2 separate regions of the Mus musculus genome follow, and region 2 is linked to region 1. A link is a contact called in public HiChIP or PLAC-seq data. All regions are on one chromosome and are shown on one strand. Each heading gives the region's core, a stretch centred on a gene start, on an enhancer-like site or on the middle of the called end of the contact. The rest is flanking DNA. Distances are from core to core; before and after follow the strand shown. Region 1 has its middle 270 kb from the start of Gm31326. Region 2 overlaps Ky (kyphoscoliosis peptidase).

Evidence for each region. HiChIP or PLAC-seq counts read pairs in DNA pulled down with a chosen protein or histone mark.
Region 2: a contact with region 1 is called in an H3K4me3 HiChIP or PLAC-seq map of embryonic hindbrain, with 6 times the contacts expected there. The contact joins two enhancer-like sites. A contact is called at or near these places in 2 of 484 Hi-C or Micro-C datasets (cerebellum and cortical neurons), 4 of 115 datasets of contacts at active chromatin or transcription factors (differentiating embryonic stem cells, embryonic forebrain, embryonic hindbrain and 1 more) and 1 of 9 other capture datasets (embryonic stem cells).

Annotation. Positions count from the first base shown.
Region 1 is chr9:101,715,370-101,722,733 of GRCm38.p6, reverse strand. No RefSeq gene overlaps it. Among named protein-coding and RNA genes, the nearest start is that of Gm31326, 270 kb to the left of the region's middle. Within about 2 kb of position 4,498, at least 16 of the 459 cell types and tissues checked have an H3K27ac peak or open chromatin away from gene starts, as enhancers often do.
Region 2 is chr9:102,541,204-102,548,567 of GRCm38.p6, reverse strand. Ky (kyphoscoliosis peptidase) reads right to left here. Exons shown (of 11, transcript NM_024291.3): 11 at 2,329-6,682. The coding sequence ends at 5,787. Among named protein-coding and RNA genes, the nearest start is that of Gm29387, 14 kb to the left of the region's middle. Within about 2 kb of position 3,362, at least 90 of the 459 cell types and tissues checked have an H3K27ac peak or open chromatin away from gene starts, as enhancers often do.

The DNA.
Region 1 (7,364 bases), core at 3,249-5,748:
TGGGAGAAGGATGTGCCCAGGTCGAAGGAACAGCATGAACAGAGAGAGTGATGTGAGCAGGTTTGTTCAGGAAGCACAATGGTTCTGAGTAACTGAGCAATGCAGATGGAGAGGAAGACTGGGCTCAAGCCAAACAGCGTCCAGTTTATGGAGTTCTCTATGTGTGACTGCAAGGACTTGGCGTTTTATCCTGTTAAGAACTGAGGAACCTCCAAAGCATTTTGAACTGGGTGGGCAGCCTCCCTGTCTTACTTACATTAGAGCAATCAACCATCGAGCCGGAGAGACTATGAAGGTTTATCTCTGGCATGGCGACCAGATAGAGATGCTTGCAGGAATGGGAACGTCAGAGTTCAGAAAATGACGGTAGAGAACTGTAGACTCTCAAATGAACTGAATGGGGAGAAAAGATAAAGTGTATATTTATATTGCCCATTAAAATGAAAAGCCAGGAACTGGGATAGGCCAGAGTGAAGGGGGTGGAGGGGTCTGAAGTCTAACACCACTGAATATAAACATGCAGCACTTGTTGGAGAGTAAATGTAGCTATTGAGAGAGCAGGGGCTTGATGTATGAAGTGAGGCTCATGAAGACAAATATATCATATTTTCTTCTATGTGGCACCCAGACTTTAGGAAAAAAAAGATAGGAAAGTTGAAGGGAGTCTGGGAAAAGAAAGGAGGGGCAGGAGAGACAAGAAAGGACAATGAGGGGGTGAATGTGATCCCAGAAAATCATATGCATGCATGACAGTAGCACAGTGACATCCATTATTTAGTGTCATTAATATATGCAGAAATATGTCATTAATATACAGAAAGAAAGATAATTCAAGAAAGAAAGAAAAGAAAATAGCTGAATGTTTAAACCTGAAAGAAGTGCAGGCCTGATGCATAAATGTGGGCACCATTAGCAGGATAGCTCTATAATCTAGAGATAGATGGACTTTCTAACTGTTTATTTACCTATTGCCTCCTAACCAGCCACGCATAGCCGATTAAAAGCTAGTCTTTGTTCTTTCATATTCTTGAAAATTCTGTGGTCCAAGAGTTTAGCCAAAATATAGCAAGAGTGTTTTATCTCTGCTCCACATGGTCTAAGTGTGGCTCTCTAATCACCAGGGATGTTCAAAGAGAACTGAAGCTATCAGGGACTGTAACTGCACAGAGAGGGTACCACAGTGCACAGTGGAGAGAGAGAGAGAGAGAGAGAGGGAGAGAGAGAGAGAGAGAGGGAGAGAGAGAGAGAGAGAGAGAGAGAGAGAGAGAGACCCTAACTCAGAGATGCACGAATCAGATCAAGGATAAGATACTAGGAGACCGTGGAGGCCTAGGGAAGATTTGGTTTCACCAGTGACAGCTGTGACCAGGAATGCACAGAATGATGAAAATTAACGGATTGATCACAACACTCTTGGGTGGGAAATTTCAGTTACTGGTGTGGTGGGAATGCATTCTCAGAGGAGCCTGCATGCATAGGATGGCAGATCCAGGGGATAGTAAAGTTCTCTTGCATCTGAGAGGCAGAACTCTGATTCCTTAAGCTAACAGGGTTCACCGGAATACAGTACTGAGTTGGGATTCCTCAGGCTATAATAGCAGGTGTTAAGCAGGGATGGTAATAAAATAGAGATGGGATAGAGTAAGTGTGTGTTTGGGGAGGGAGAGGAGGTCAGAGATGGTCCCGCTGAAGTGAGTGGAAATGCAATTCCTGTGTGTGGAGGTTTAATTCCTATGTGTATGCCTGTTCCCCAGAAGCCATGTTTCCTGCAGATGAGGGCTGCTTAGCCATCCTCAGAGGAATCCGCGTGCAAGCTGACGTGTGGTGATCAAATGCTATTTTGTGTACTGACGCTTGTTTATGAAGGACTGCCAACGAGAAGGAGCCCTGATCCCTGATAAGCAATACATGTTTTCAGCTGAGACATCTAAACTGTTCTGCTTGGGTTTAAAGGCAATCAAGAATATATGAGCCCTCCAAACATGAAACCAAGCCCTGAAATATTTTCATCCATTATTAAAGATAAACTTCCCTTATCTACTGGCCAGAAGAAAATGTAATCCTCTGCAGAGGAAAATGGCATTGAGCAGAAACTCTGCAATTTCTCATGTACGTTTGAACAGTACCCCATAAAATATAAGCCAGGCATGACAGAAGTCAGGATGGAATTATCAAAGTCTACTGGGAAACAATTGAAATGGGTCTACTGTTTCATTTTGAAACTCTTAGGTTCAATTCATAAATCTGGGCACATGAAAGTATTATATTCAGCTTTAAATAATTGGCATTAATATAGTCAAGAAAATTGATGTCAAATGGAGAATTTTATCAGAATTTATCTTTAAAAGAATCAAATGGAAATTTTAAGACTGGTAAGTGCAGTGCCTGAACTCAGTGATTAGGTATATGGCTTTAATGAGCTAGACGTAGCAGAAGAAAGGGTTGATGGATTGGAAAAGGCAGAAAAACTAAAATATACAAACTAAAACATAGGGGACAAATGATAAATATAGCAAAGAGTGAGGTGGGAGCTGGAGAGATGACTCAGTGGGTGAGCGCTCTTGTTCTGCGAGCATGAGGACAGGAGTTCAAATCCTCAGGACCTCCATAAAAAGCAGAGCACTGTGGTGTGTGTCTGTAACTTTAACACTGGGGATCAGAGAGGTTGATCCAGGGAGCTTACCATGAGCCAGAAAGGACAAATTTCCAATCCAATGACCGTCATACAAGGATATCAGGGAGAGGGTGGTAGTGGAACAGGCCCAATGTCTTGCTCTAACCTCTGTATGCACTTTTGAAAATACCTACACAATCAAATGCATGTAACATACCACACATAGACACCCAGGCAGACAGGCATCTGTACACACACACACACACACACACACACACACACACATACATGCACACAGAGAGAGAGAATGGAGTATACAGAACAAGATTTTAAAAGCTTTATGTAGTCAAAATGCCAAAAGAAAGGGGGGCAGAGAGAAAGAGGTAGAAATAATATTTGAAGAGAAAATGGTCAAGGCCAATGGCAGACAAAGATTTAAGAATCCATAGACTTAAGTATCTCCACACAACCTAAACAGATTCCACATAAATATGTATTTACTTAAATTCTTAAAATTCTTAAATATACAACTCAGTAAAATGTAAACAAGACATTTGAAGAAAATATACAGTATCCAAATGGCCAACAAACACGGAAAATTACTAATGTCAGCAGTGGGTAGAAAATTCAAACTCATATCTACTAAGATCTACTCAGTAGGAGAGCTAAAGTAGCCGAGACTGACAAGATCAAGTGCTGACAAGGTTCTGGAGGAACTAGAACTTTCAGAAACTACTGACAGGCATGCAAATTGATATGACCGCTGTAACAGTGTTTGTCCACGCACACCGAAGCCGAGTATATCCATTCCTTAAACCCCAGCAAGTTTTCTAATGGGACCCTAAGAAAGATGGATAAACATACTCAGTAAGTGACTGGGAGAGAACAGGAGATACACATTTACAGCGCTGTGAGTACAGACCTTTATCACACGTGTGAAATGAAATACACTTGGTCAGCTGTGTTCAGAAACTTTCCCCACTACACTTTTATAAGTTTTGCTTCACAAAATTTGAACCCAGTAAGAATGAATGTCCTAAATCTTTCACCCTCTGCAAGCAACAAGCAAGACCAGCATGACTGGCCTAGGAGGTTAAAAATGGCTGTTAGCTAGCGAGATGACACAAATCGGACCGTGGAAAACAAAAGCATCGTGTCACTTGGTTCAGCAAAGTGTGGTTGTGGAGAACTGTGGGGAGGTCGGCGTCTTCAGTTAAAAGTCCAAATCTGAACGAAGTTCACGAATGGAAAGGGAGCGAGGCCCAAAACTTTCTCGGAGCTTGACCAATCTGGATGCTGTTACTCTCTGTGATCATCTGGGATGGGTGGACAGATGATCAGAGCAATCACAGGAAAGAACCATGCAACTGGATAGAAGATGGTAGCATCCTCTAGCCCTCTATGCTGAAAGTGTGGTACCTTCCTGCCTTTCCCTGTAGTTCCCTCACCAGCCAGGCCCTTGGTTAACATTTCCATGGATCTTATCATTATTTTTTTTTTTTACAGAGGAATAAGTGGTAAGTCTGAACTCAGTTTGAGATATGCCCTCAGGCCTGTGCCACACTTCTGGGCCAGAGCAAAGGATGGCTTTCTCTCTCTCTCTCTCTCTCTCTCTCTCTCTCTCTCTCTCTCTCTCTCTCTCTCTCTCTCTCCCTCTCTCTCTGAATAATGAAGACATTTGCGGGGCTTCTGGGAAGACCTGAGCTAGGAGTTGGCTTCCCCATCACCAGAACAGTTACCATGTGAAGCAAGATCTGCATCTACCCAACTGTATCTTCATGAGAAATCTTCCTTCTAACACGGATCCCACCCCCCTAGTCAGAGCAGCTGCTACCTCCTGGAGAAGGGCCTCTCATTTTAACTGAGGCTGGAATTTCAGCAGGCTTTGTTCTTAGCAGCATGAGGATGATACATTATCATTACAGGGCTACCTCCAGGGAAGCCAAGCCCAGAGCAGCAGGAGCAACTGTTGCCATGGTGACCAAGCAAAGGACCAAGTGAAAGCCCCAGGACTATAAATTCTCACGTCTCTCTGGATAAGGGTCTTCCTTGGTGGAATAACCTTGGAAGAGCCTTCCAGGTACAGACTGTGCAGTATACAAGGCCATGGTATCACTTCATAGGCACACCTGGGCAGTGCCCAGGCGAGCTGTGCAGGGGGTAAACAAATCTCATCTCTGATTTTTTTTAATCCCTTCTCTTGACACCCACCTCTCCTTCCCTTGCTATTTCTCTTTTTGTTGCCAGTCATTAAATTCTGCCCCCCCCACCCCCTTCTGGGGCCAAGTAAAAAGGAACTTAGTGCAGAAGGTTCTCTGCATCTTTTTGACACTCAGAATGCAGTCCAAGCTTGTGATGCTCACCCCTGCATCGTGGCATTTTTTTGTGCTGTGGTACATGTTCTTTTGTACCATGTGCACCTTGGCAAGTTACCGTTATAGCTGCTACCCACGCTGCCTCATCCTCATGACTGACTCTGTGAGAACGGAAGCCTCTCTGATCCCCTTCTCTTCTGTAGCTTGGCACACGGGAAACAATATTGATCAACTAAATGAACAAAGAAAAGTAATAAAAGTTAAATGCCTCCAAATAGAAAGCCACGGGGGGCACAGTGGATGCATCTCAGATGGTTTCTGAGCAACGGTGCTCAGAACACGGCGTCAGCTTTCCCTGTAAGCATAACTGCACAGAATCTCTAAGTGAAAAGGAAACCCAGAGATCACTGCTTCTCAGCTTTCCCTCTGGCCTTTCTGAAGACTAGAGTCTCTGCCTCCTTCAATGACCAAGTGAGACAGACATTCGGAGTATAAAGCACGGACCAAGCCTCTCCCTGGAGTTGGTAGATGGCAACTCATTTCTCTCTCTCTCTCTCTCTCTCTCTCTCTCTCTCTCTCTCACTCTCTCTTTTTTTTCTTTTTTCTTTTTTTTGGTTGTTTTTGAGACAGAGTTTCTCTGTATAGTCCTGGCTGTCCTGGAACTCACTCTGTAGACCAGGCTAGCTAGCTAGTTCTCCGACTTGAATACAAAGTGATACTCATCTACTCTGAATGAGCACCTAGAGGAAGCCAGGAACTACAGGAAGCAATGGCAGAGCGTGGGTAAGCAGAAGCGCCACCAATCTGAAGAACGGTGCAGATTCATTGGCACAGTCATAACCCATGATAGAACTTTGTTAGTAGTAAAAACATGGATAATTGCACAGCAATAAAGAACCACTGTCCCAACACCACCCTGTGTGTCTAGATAGGAGAATGATGACAGTGGGCTGGATGCTGCGGTCCCAACATGCTCAAGGCTGCAGACGTCAGAGGAGAGAGGTATTACCAAGTACAGTGGAAAGAGTGAAGGTAAGAAAGTATAGAAGGGCCTGGGTAAAGAAGGGAAGAGCCAATGAGGCTCAGCATAAAGTGCAAGATGAATCTTAGCACAAATTAGGCAAGCTATGGAAAGAACGGTTAAACTGGCTTTGAAAACCATGCCAAGTTTGCATTGATCCCAAGGCTGTGGGCAGTCTTTGAAGTCTTCAGGCTTCAAAGCTTCCCTGGGGAAGGTCATGGAGCTTCAGAAGTGAAAGAAGTGTGAACTCAGTAATGAAGTCACCGAGGCTGACTCAAGGCCTAGGCTAAGGAAGGTGAGAGCAGAGAACAACCCCTGGGCCTGTGGCCTGAGTACGCTTGAGAAACAGGCAGTGAGGACCTGACCCGTCAGCCATTTGCCACGTTCAGATGATGGATAACAAAAACAACCCTGGGAATGAAGCCTTTGCCTTGGGTAGCAAGTTAACAGGGACAGGAAAAACCAAGAGATGGGCTGGGGAAATAATGAGGTTAGCCTTGAACAGCTTAGGAGGCGCTGCTCTGCCTCTTGGCGTGGGATCACTTTAGGAGCTGTCAACAAAAGGAGAGTTGTAGAGACGGAGCTCTCCCATCCCAGCTTCGCCTCGCCATCTTACTGGTCCTGGGATGCAGTGTTATCTCATTTTGTCTTGGATCCATCTTGATCAGGTAGGAAATGAGTGACACTCCCTAAAGTCCTTCCTCTAACCTCTACTCCACTCATATGATTGTGGCAAAGCAATGGGTTCCACAGACACATACACATCCCAGTCGCTGGCAACTGTGAGTGTGTGTCTGTACAAAAGGGATCTGCAAAGCTATTTGAGAATCTTCAGCCAGGAAATTATCCTAGATCATCCAGGTAAACCCAATCTAACCATTTCACTTCCTAAGAACCCTTTCCAAACTGTAGAGAACAAAGTCCATTTCACATTGCAGTATGAAGATGAGGCTTATTTCGGCTGGCCTTGAAGGTAGAAGAAGTGTTCAGGATCAAAGCAGATAGCAATCTCTAGAAGCTTGAAGAGACAATGGAATAGATTCTCTGCTATAACCTTAAAAAAAAGGGGGGGGGGAAGAAATAAAGAAAACCACCAAACCACCACCACCACCAACAACAACACAGGGCATTCTAAATCTATGGTGTACAGCTCCATCATAACCAAAAACCATAAGACAATGCCTTTGTGCTAAGCCACCCAGCTTGTCAAACAATACCACAGCAAACATAACTAGTCACAGCCACTGTGAAAGCCCCACCCCCCAATCAGAAACTCTACCCACAGCTTTTCAGTATAGACTATGGTAAAGAGAGGTCAGTTTCAATGTATCTGGGGTTCCCTGAGGGTCAAAGCCTCTATAATAAAAACAATTCATGCCACAGACCTGAGTGAGGGCAACCTACTTAGAAGGGA
Region 2 (7,364 bases), core at 2,113-4,612, 830 kb before region 1:
GGAGGGGAAAGCCATAATTGGAATATATTGTATGAAAATATTTTTTGAATAAAACTGTATGGAAAAAAATTGCAGTTCAGTGGTGAAGTTCCAATCCCTTCTCATCACCCGATTGTGCAGAGTTCTGAGTCACAAATATGATGTGAGCCCGGAGGATGGATGAGGGCCAGGCAAGGCTTTTCCAGGAGAGAGGGAGGGAAGACTGTCGCTACAACAGGGACCAACATGTTCAAAAGAAGGGTAGTGTGGATTGTGGTGTCTCCTATTGATTATCCTAAGGATTGTCGCCATAGCCCCTACCATCAGGGGACTCACCAGGGGACCTGTGCTTTGGGGCTTCCTGTCATGTCCCATCTCAGTCTGAGGTGCTGCCTACCTGGTCCCGATCGCTGGCCTTTTATGTTGCACAGCCATGGTCTCCAGGACACTGAATTCCCAAAGCTTGATGCTGGCTCTGACTGGTGCTTCTACGTGATCAGTGCATGCCATTGCTGGTCCAGGAGGATCACAGGAAGGCAGCCTTTGAACTAAAGCTGCTGCTTACAGCTCACTCAACTGCAGGGGAGACGTCTCTCCATGGCCCCTCATCTGTGTCCCTCTTTGAAGAGCCATCATTACACTATCCTTGGGAATGAAGCACTTGACATGATGTCTCTAGAGGAGAAGGAGGTGACTGGGCACTCTCTTGATTATCTATCAAAATAAGCCTTTGTTTCTCATTGAAGCATTAACCAGATCTGGCCCTGCCTAGCTTCAGAGATCAAGCTGGATCAGGTGTGTTTAAGGAGGTAGGATTGTAGACCTAAAATCAATTTTTGTTTGAAGACTTACCTTGCCCACCAGTGCCTTCTCCAGAGACCATGAACTTCCTTGGGAAGGATCATGAAAAGCATTTTGTCTGAACACAGCTCAGGTGGGGGTGGATGTTCAGATCTGAGGTTGGTGTGGACAGTAATGACCTAGGCAGGACCCACCTTGGCACACAGAGGCCCAAGAAGTGGCGCTGAGGGAGTGGTGGGCCTGAGCACTCACAGTGGGTGAAGAAGCACATGAGACAAGGCCCCAAAGCCTCCATATGGACCAGATCTTGCCATGGAGGATGGTAGAGGTCACAGGACACCCCTAGGCATCCTCCGCAGGAATTTGATTGCCTTAAGAATAATTTTTCTGACTTGAGGTCTGAGGATGAGGTGGAAGAAAAGAGACTTCCTCGAGACATCTTAGTCTTGTTCAGTTCTGTCTGCAAATCACAGTGGACCAGCCTCTGTCTGGGCTGCTGGTTCCCTGTGGTCTGTCCACCTGCTGAGCCTGTGCATCCCCTCGCCCGCCCGCAGGAAAGTAAAAGGCGTGCGGTGTAGCATGCCCGGGGCTTAGGGAGCAGGCTCTTAACACAGCAGGGCCCTTCAGATGTTGCCTAACTGACAAGCCCAGGCTGGTGCCTGCCATCATCTGTTCACAAAGACACAGCTTCACAGAGCCTCTGGACTGGAAGAAACATCGGAGGTCAGTCTATTCCAGCTCTTGGTTGGGAACTTGCAGCCCGTTCCAATAATTTAAGAGTTTGTCCTTCTACTGCACCTAAGACCTAGAGACAGTTTGTTCCGATTGCTCCATAGTGTGTCATTAGAAACTTCCCTTACCCGTGGATTGCATTCCTCTGTGAACCCCCACCCCAAGGATGAAGTGTAACACATCTCGGGTTTTTGTGTCTGGCAATGAGGGATGCGATAAGCTCAGATTTGGGAACACAAATCTTTTTGCCCTTCACACTACAGCTATGAGAATGGTCTCCATGGTTACAGCAGCTTCTCAGAGGTGTCTAGATTTTCATTTTTTTCTTTTTTCCTCCAGTCCTCTAAATGTCTAATTTACGAGTAATCAGTTTAGGCAACCTGGAAAGTTTCGAGTGTGTGCGTGAATATCAAGAAACGTATAGCATATATTCAGCACCCCAAAAGTAGGTTGACAGGAAAAATTTTGGCACGTTTTTCTTCTCCCACTCTAAAAAGAAATTTGGGCTGACTTTAAAATGTTCAAGTTAAACAAGATTCAATGAAGGAAGCGTGGTCTTCGGATTCTTCAAAGGCACGTGAGCCTCGGAGGGCCGGGGCTGACCTAATTATGTTTTCTTTAATGTGGAATCGCTATTTGCCCAACACCCCATTTGCATCTCCCCATCACGTTCAAATGGCGGGGACATTGATCTTTTCTTTTTTTTAAAAGCATCCTTTGAACATGAAAGTGTTGCCCTCCCCCCTTGGTTGTTTTTTTTTTTTTTTCTCCTTGTAAGAGCAGCGATAAGGATGGATCGATAATTACATTGTTGGATAAAAATGAATATAAATTTTATTGAAAAAGAACCCCAGCAACAATGTGAGGACAGCATCTTTAACAGCCAGTGGCCCACACTACTCAGCACACACGGGGAGAAATAGTCACCTCTGCGGCTTTACTTACTCCAGATGAAAGGAAATGGCAGACCTCAGATAAACGGCCTTTGAAATCCCACAACAGTGAGCTATATGGTCACACCATTAACCTGGTGTTTACTGCCGGCCAACCAGTACTGTTTAAGAGTTACGAGTTAGCGGAGGGAGAACCCAACCGCTTCAGTAAGCACGGCAAAGAAAATGCCGGACCACTGCGGGAACTTTTCTCCTTTTCAAGTCCTTTGAGAATTTCGCCGAGAGTTTATTGGCAACGTGTCCCTCCTGCTTCACAACAGGAAATGGTTCTTTATATCTAGCTCAAATCCTTCATGCTTCAGTTAATCTATTTACGTCTCTTTAATCTCTGTGGGCCGGGAGGAGTCCGTCCTCGTGGGACAATGTAACATATGGAGAACTCAAAATATTCACAATCAGACAGAGAACAGTCCAGCTGAGCTGGTGGCACTTTTGAAGCAAGCTGAAAGAGCTTAATTGCACCCTTTTGCCTCACCACGCCCCATCCTTCTGCACCCTGGCGCCCATCCTGGGGCCTGCCTGGCAAAACGCTGAGTTTGATCAGTTTCAGCCTGTCATTGCCATAGTAATGAGTGTGATCACAGCGACCCCAGACAGGCATTCCTGTGCCCAGGGTTTCTGTCTCAGGAAAAGCTTTCTGGGCAAGATGCTCAATTCTTAATCCCATCCTATCTTCTCACCACGCCAGGCCAGGGAAGTCTCCCCAGGCTCTTCTGACAGTCTGCAAGACAACGCTGACATTGGCATATCAACCACGAGGATAACTATCCACGATGTGGATGCCGTAGACAGCATAACTTGTCCGCAAGGGACGAGAAAGCACCTAGTGATTTTTAACAAACATCATAAAAAGAGCCAGCTTGGGGGTTTGCAGCGGTGGCAACTTCGCACGTGATCCACCAGGGGGCGCTCGTGCCATTTGATCGGCCAATGAGACTCGTGGACCAGCAGACAAAGAGGGGGATTTGAATAAAAAGCCTTCAAAACGCAGCCTCCAAATTTTCAGGCTGAGCAGCATGCGTGTAAAAATTCATGAAGATTGGATTCGGTTTCGTGTATCTTTGCTTCAGTAAAAAGAAACGCAGGCGTTTTTCCGAGTGCACCTACAGTTGCCTTGACAAAGGGACTACCTGGTTATATGAGGAGGGCGGAGCGTGTGGTTGACCCGGGCCGCTGGGAGAGGCTCGGTCTGGGTCTCTGGTGCTGAGGACAGCTCCTGTTTTGTGGGGTAGCATCCTCCACAAGCTCCAGAATAGATTAATTATGCTGTTTTGAAAAAAACATGGGGATCATTTTCTGCAGGGCTAGCAGTGGCTGTCGCGGCTGTGTCTAGCGAGTGGCAGGGACCGCCGAAGCACTTACTATTTCGTTAAAACATAGCACAGTTCTTACTGCTCATAAAATAAAAGGGGTGAGGAAAGGCTGTTTCCAGGCAGTGCAAACTCCACCGTCTTCTTGTAGTGGAGACAACGCCACCTCCCACCCCACCCCACCCCACTTTGGTGCGTTTTCCAGGCGTGAGTGACAAGATGCTGATGGGCTGAGACTGCCAGAGGACCCTGGACATGAGCCAAGGCAGCTCAGCCCCTAGCAGCCATGCTAATCACAAGTGAGGCTACCCAGTCTGGTGGAGGGGGGCTATGTGGTATCAGGTGGGTAGCAGTGGGGACCTGTGGGAAAGGGGCAGAAGGGAATGAAGAGCTGAAGTTCTGGGCTCCTAGGTCTTCAGATAGGTTCCACTTGGCAGACTGCCCACCCAGAGATGCGGGTGCCTATGGCTGAGTCCTTTGTGTTCACCTCTATAGTCCCAGGATCTAGCATGAGGGGTCAGCCACTTATCGAAGGAGTCTGATGGGCTCTTACTGAGGAAAGACTTGACTGTAGAGGCTGTGAGTATCCCAGGCTGGCTCTGGCGGCAGCTGAGCCTGAGGACATTCCTTAGAGAGCAGTGAGGGATTGGGGGGGGGGGTGGTCCTGAGACAGGCACAGTGAGCAGAGTCCTAGAACCCTGAAATTTGGTAGGGACCCTCCTGGAGCACATCTGTGCACTGGGATGCTACTGCAGGAACCTCTTGTCGGGGGGCTCTCCTCAGGCCTTCCCTGTTTGCAGCAGCCTGCTTTTCCCCCCTCAGCTGTTGCCATGGAAACACCAGCCTCAGGTGCTGCTGAGGGCCAGCTAGGCAGCTCAGGCTTTTTAGGACAGGCCGGAGCAAGTAAGAGGCCCTCAACTGTTCCCAATGGAAGGAAGGTTGAACTCAGGGCAGGGGTTGTCATCTCAGAGAAAGACAGGAGGGAAAATGGCTATGATAGGGCTTTCCTCAGAGACAGAGACCAACACTTTCTCTAGGGGGCAGGTGGTGGTCCCCTCAGCTTGGTTTGGCTTGTAAGGAAGGAGCAACATCTTGTTATCAGACACTATCCCTGGTATCTGATAACTGCTGGGGCTAATCTGCTTGCCCAGGGCCCAGGTCATCAGCCAGGCTACCAGTGGGCTATGTAGGCATTTGAGGCTCCTGAGGATGGCTGGTGGGGGGTGGGGTGGGGCAATCTCCAGGCCCTCAGCTAAACTCTGGTAGGCACATAGAATCGGGGTCTTCACCCTTCCATGTGGGTTGCTGGACCTGCAAACCCACTCCATCCCTGGTCCCCAGCCAGGACATCCGAATGTGCACACGGCTGCTTTCCTGCCCTTAGCACATCTCAGAGATGCTAGGCATCAGGAGACAGCAGCCTCCAGTTGGCTGAGGGTCAGCTGGTTTGCTTTCTACACCCACCCCCTTTGCAAGCTCTTGAAGAGCATGAAGTAGCTAATAGGAGCACTAGGAATGTGGAAGATGGGCAGGCCCGACATTCCCTGGGGTCCAGAAGTAGTGGGGAGAAACACCATGTTACTTGCAGGGGGAGCACACCTTTCTCATAGATTCAGCCTCAAGCACCAGGCAGGCATCGTGGGGAAAGCTTTCAGCACCCGCAACACCTCCGCTTTCCCATTCAGCTCTACAGCAACAAAGTCCTAACACAAGAGCAGGCACAGGCAGGGGTGTACGTTTCACAATACCTTGGATTTACATAGCACCTTTTTCTTCTAGAGGGCCCTGGCCTCTGTCTCTTCTTCCACAGCCACATTGAGTGAGCCTTTGGCGGCACAAATTCCTCAGTGCCTGTGACACAGCAGGGAGATTGAGGCAGAGGGGACTGAAGCAGAGGCCTAGAAGTGGTTTCATGCAGATTAGTGGTGTCCTGGGCTCTCTGCTCTTAGCTTGGGCCCTCCCTGGGCAGGGCTGGCCTTAACCCTGGGGGACCGTGAAGAAATGCAGCCCCTCACTGGTCATTCACTTTGTATTTCAGGATGTAGCTGTAGAAGTTGTGGTTAGCATTCTCTAGCACCATGACGTAGACTTCCTGGCAGCCAGCTGTGTTGCAGCTGCCCTCCCAGTAGCCCTCGGGGTTAAGAGTGAGGGGCCACGTGTCCTGTCCTTTCACCAGAGCTTTGGCGATACCATGCAGCTTTAGTTTGAAGGCTATGTTGCGGTTGGCGGGAAGCACACCGGAGAGAGGCTCTAGCAGTTCATTGTCCTGTCCCCAGTTGCCAAAGCTCTCAGGGAACATGGGCCAGTTCACCTTGGTGTTGGCGCAGCACAAGAGGTAGTTGAAGACAAAGATGAAGTTCCCTTGTTCCTGCCTCTTCTTCACAAAGATCTTAAGGGCAAACTTGCCGGCATGGGGCAGCTGGACTTTGAGCTCGGTCCTCTTCCCTCGGTTCAACTGGAAGATGTAGCGCCGCTGTGTCTCCTCAGTGATGGGGCCGTCATCGCCATGAAGGGATGCCAGGACACTGACGCCCTCTTCCACGCTAAAGCTGATGGCGCAGCGGCCATCGCTGGTGTGAATGATAGGGTCAGAGTGAGAGGGCTTCGTGATGCCCATCTGCTCCGAGAACCAGCTGGGGCCCACGGGCTGGTGGAGCTCACTGGGCAGCTGGACAGAGAAGTCTACATAGTTGCACTTGAGTGTGTATTCTAGCACCGAGCTGTAGATTTCAGAGTTGCCCTTGGCGAAGATCTGCAGCTTGTGGGTGCCCATGGTTGGAGGGTACACCTCCAGCTTCATCCCGTTCTTCCTGAGGCTCAGGAGCCCGTGCTCCTGCTTGCCATTGAGCATGAACATGAACAGTGTTGGGGCCCGGCTCTCGATGGTGATTGTGGCTTTCCCATTGACTGCGGAGAGGAAGTTGTGGTTAGGTGAGCCGGATCCAGTGTGTGCTGGGGGATGCTTAAGCACTGGGGGGGAGGTGTGACTTACAGTGTGTGTCTATGTCCGTGGTTGTGAAGATTTCTACCAAGCTTGATTTTTAACAGTGTGACAGCCCTGAACGCGGTATTCTTCTGACTCATTTGGGTGAATATTTTTGAGACAGCTGATAACTGTGATAACTGGGGAGGGTGGGGTGGGGTGGAGGATGGGCAAGAAAACCCTACCCTAGCCATATGTGTTCCCTTCCTCTACTCTCCCACTTGCTTTACATTAGATGAAGCCTGCCTAGATATTTTATTTGATTCCAGAGCAGGGAGGGGCCTAAAAGTATTGGAAGAGTGCTGTCTCATTCAATTCTTACGTCTTAAAAAGAGATTTATTTTTATGTGTGTGCACATATGTCTTTGTGTGAATGCTGTGTGTGCGTGTGTGTGTGTGTGTGTGTATGTGTGTGTGTGTGTGTGTGTGTGTATGTGTGTGTGTGTATGTGTGTGTGTGTGTAATGGTTCAGAAGAGGGTACTGATCCCCCTGAATATGGAGTTACAGGCGATTGTGAGCTGACTTAAGGATGTGGGTACCAGAACTCAGGTCGTCTGGATGAGCTCCAAGCTCTCTTAAACACTGAGCTATCCATCCACCACCTC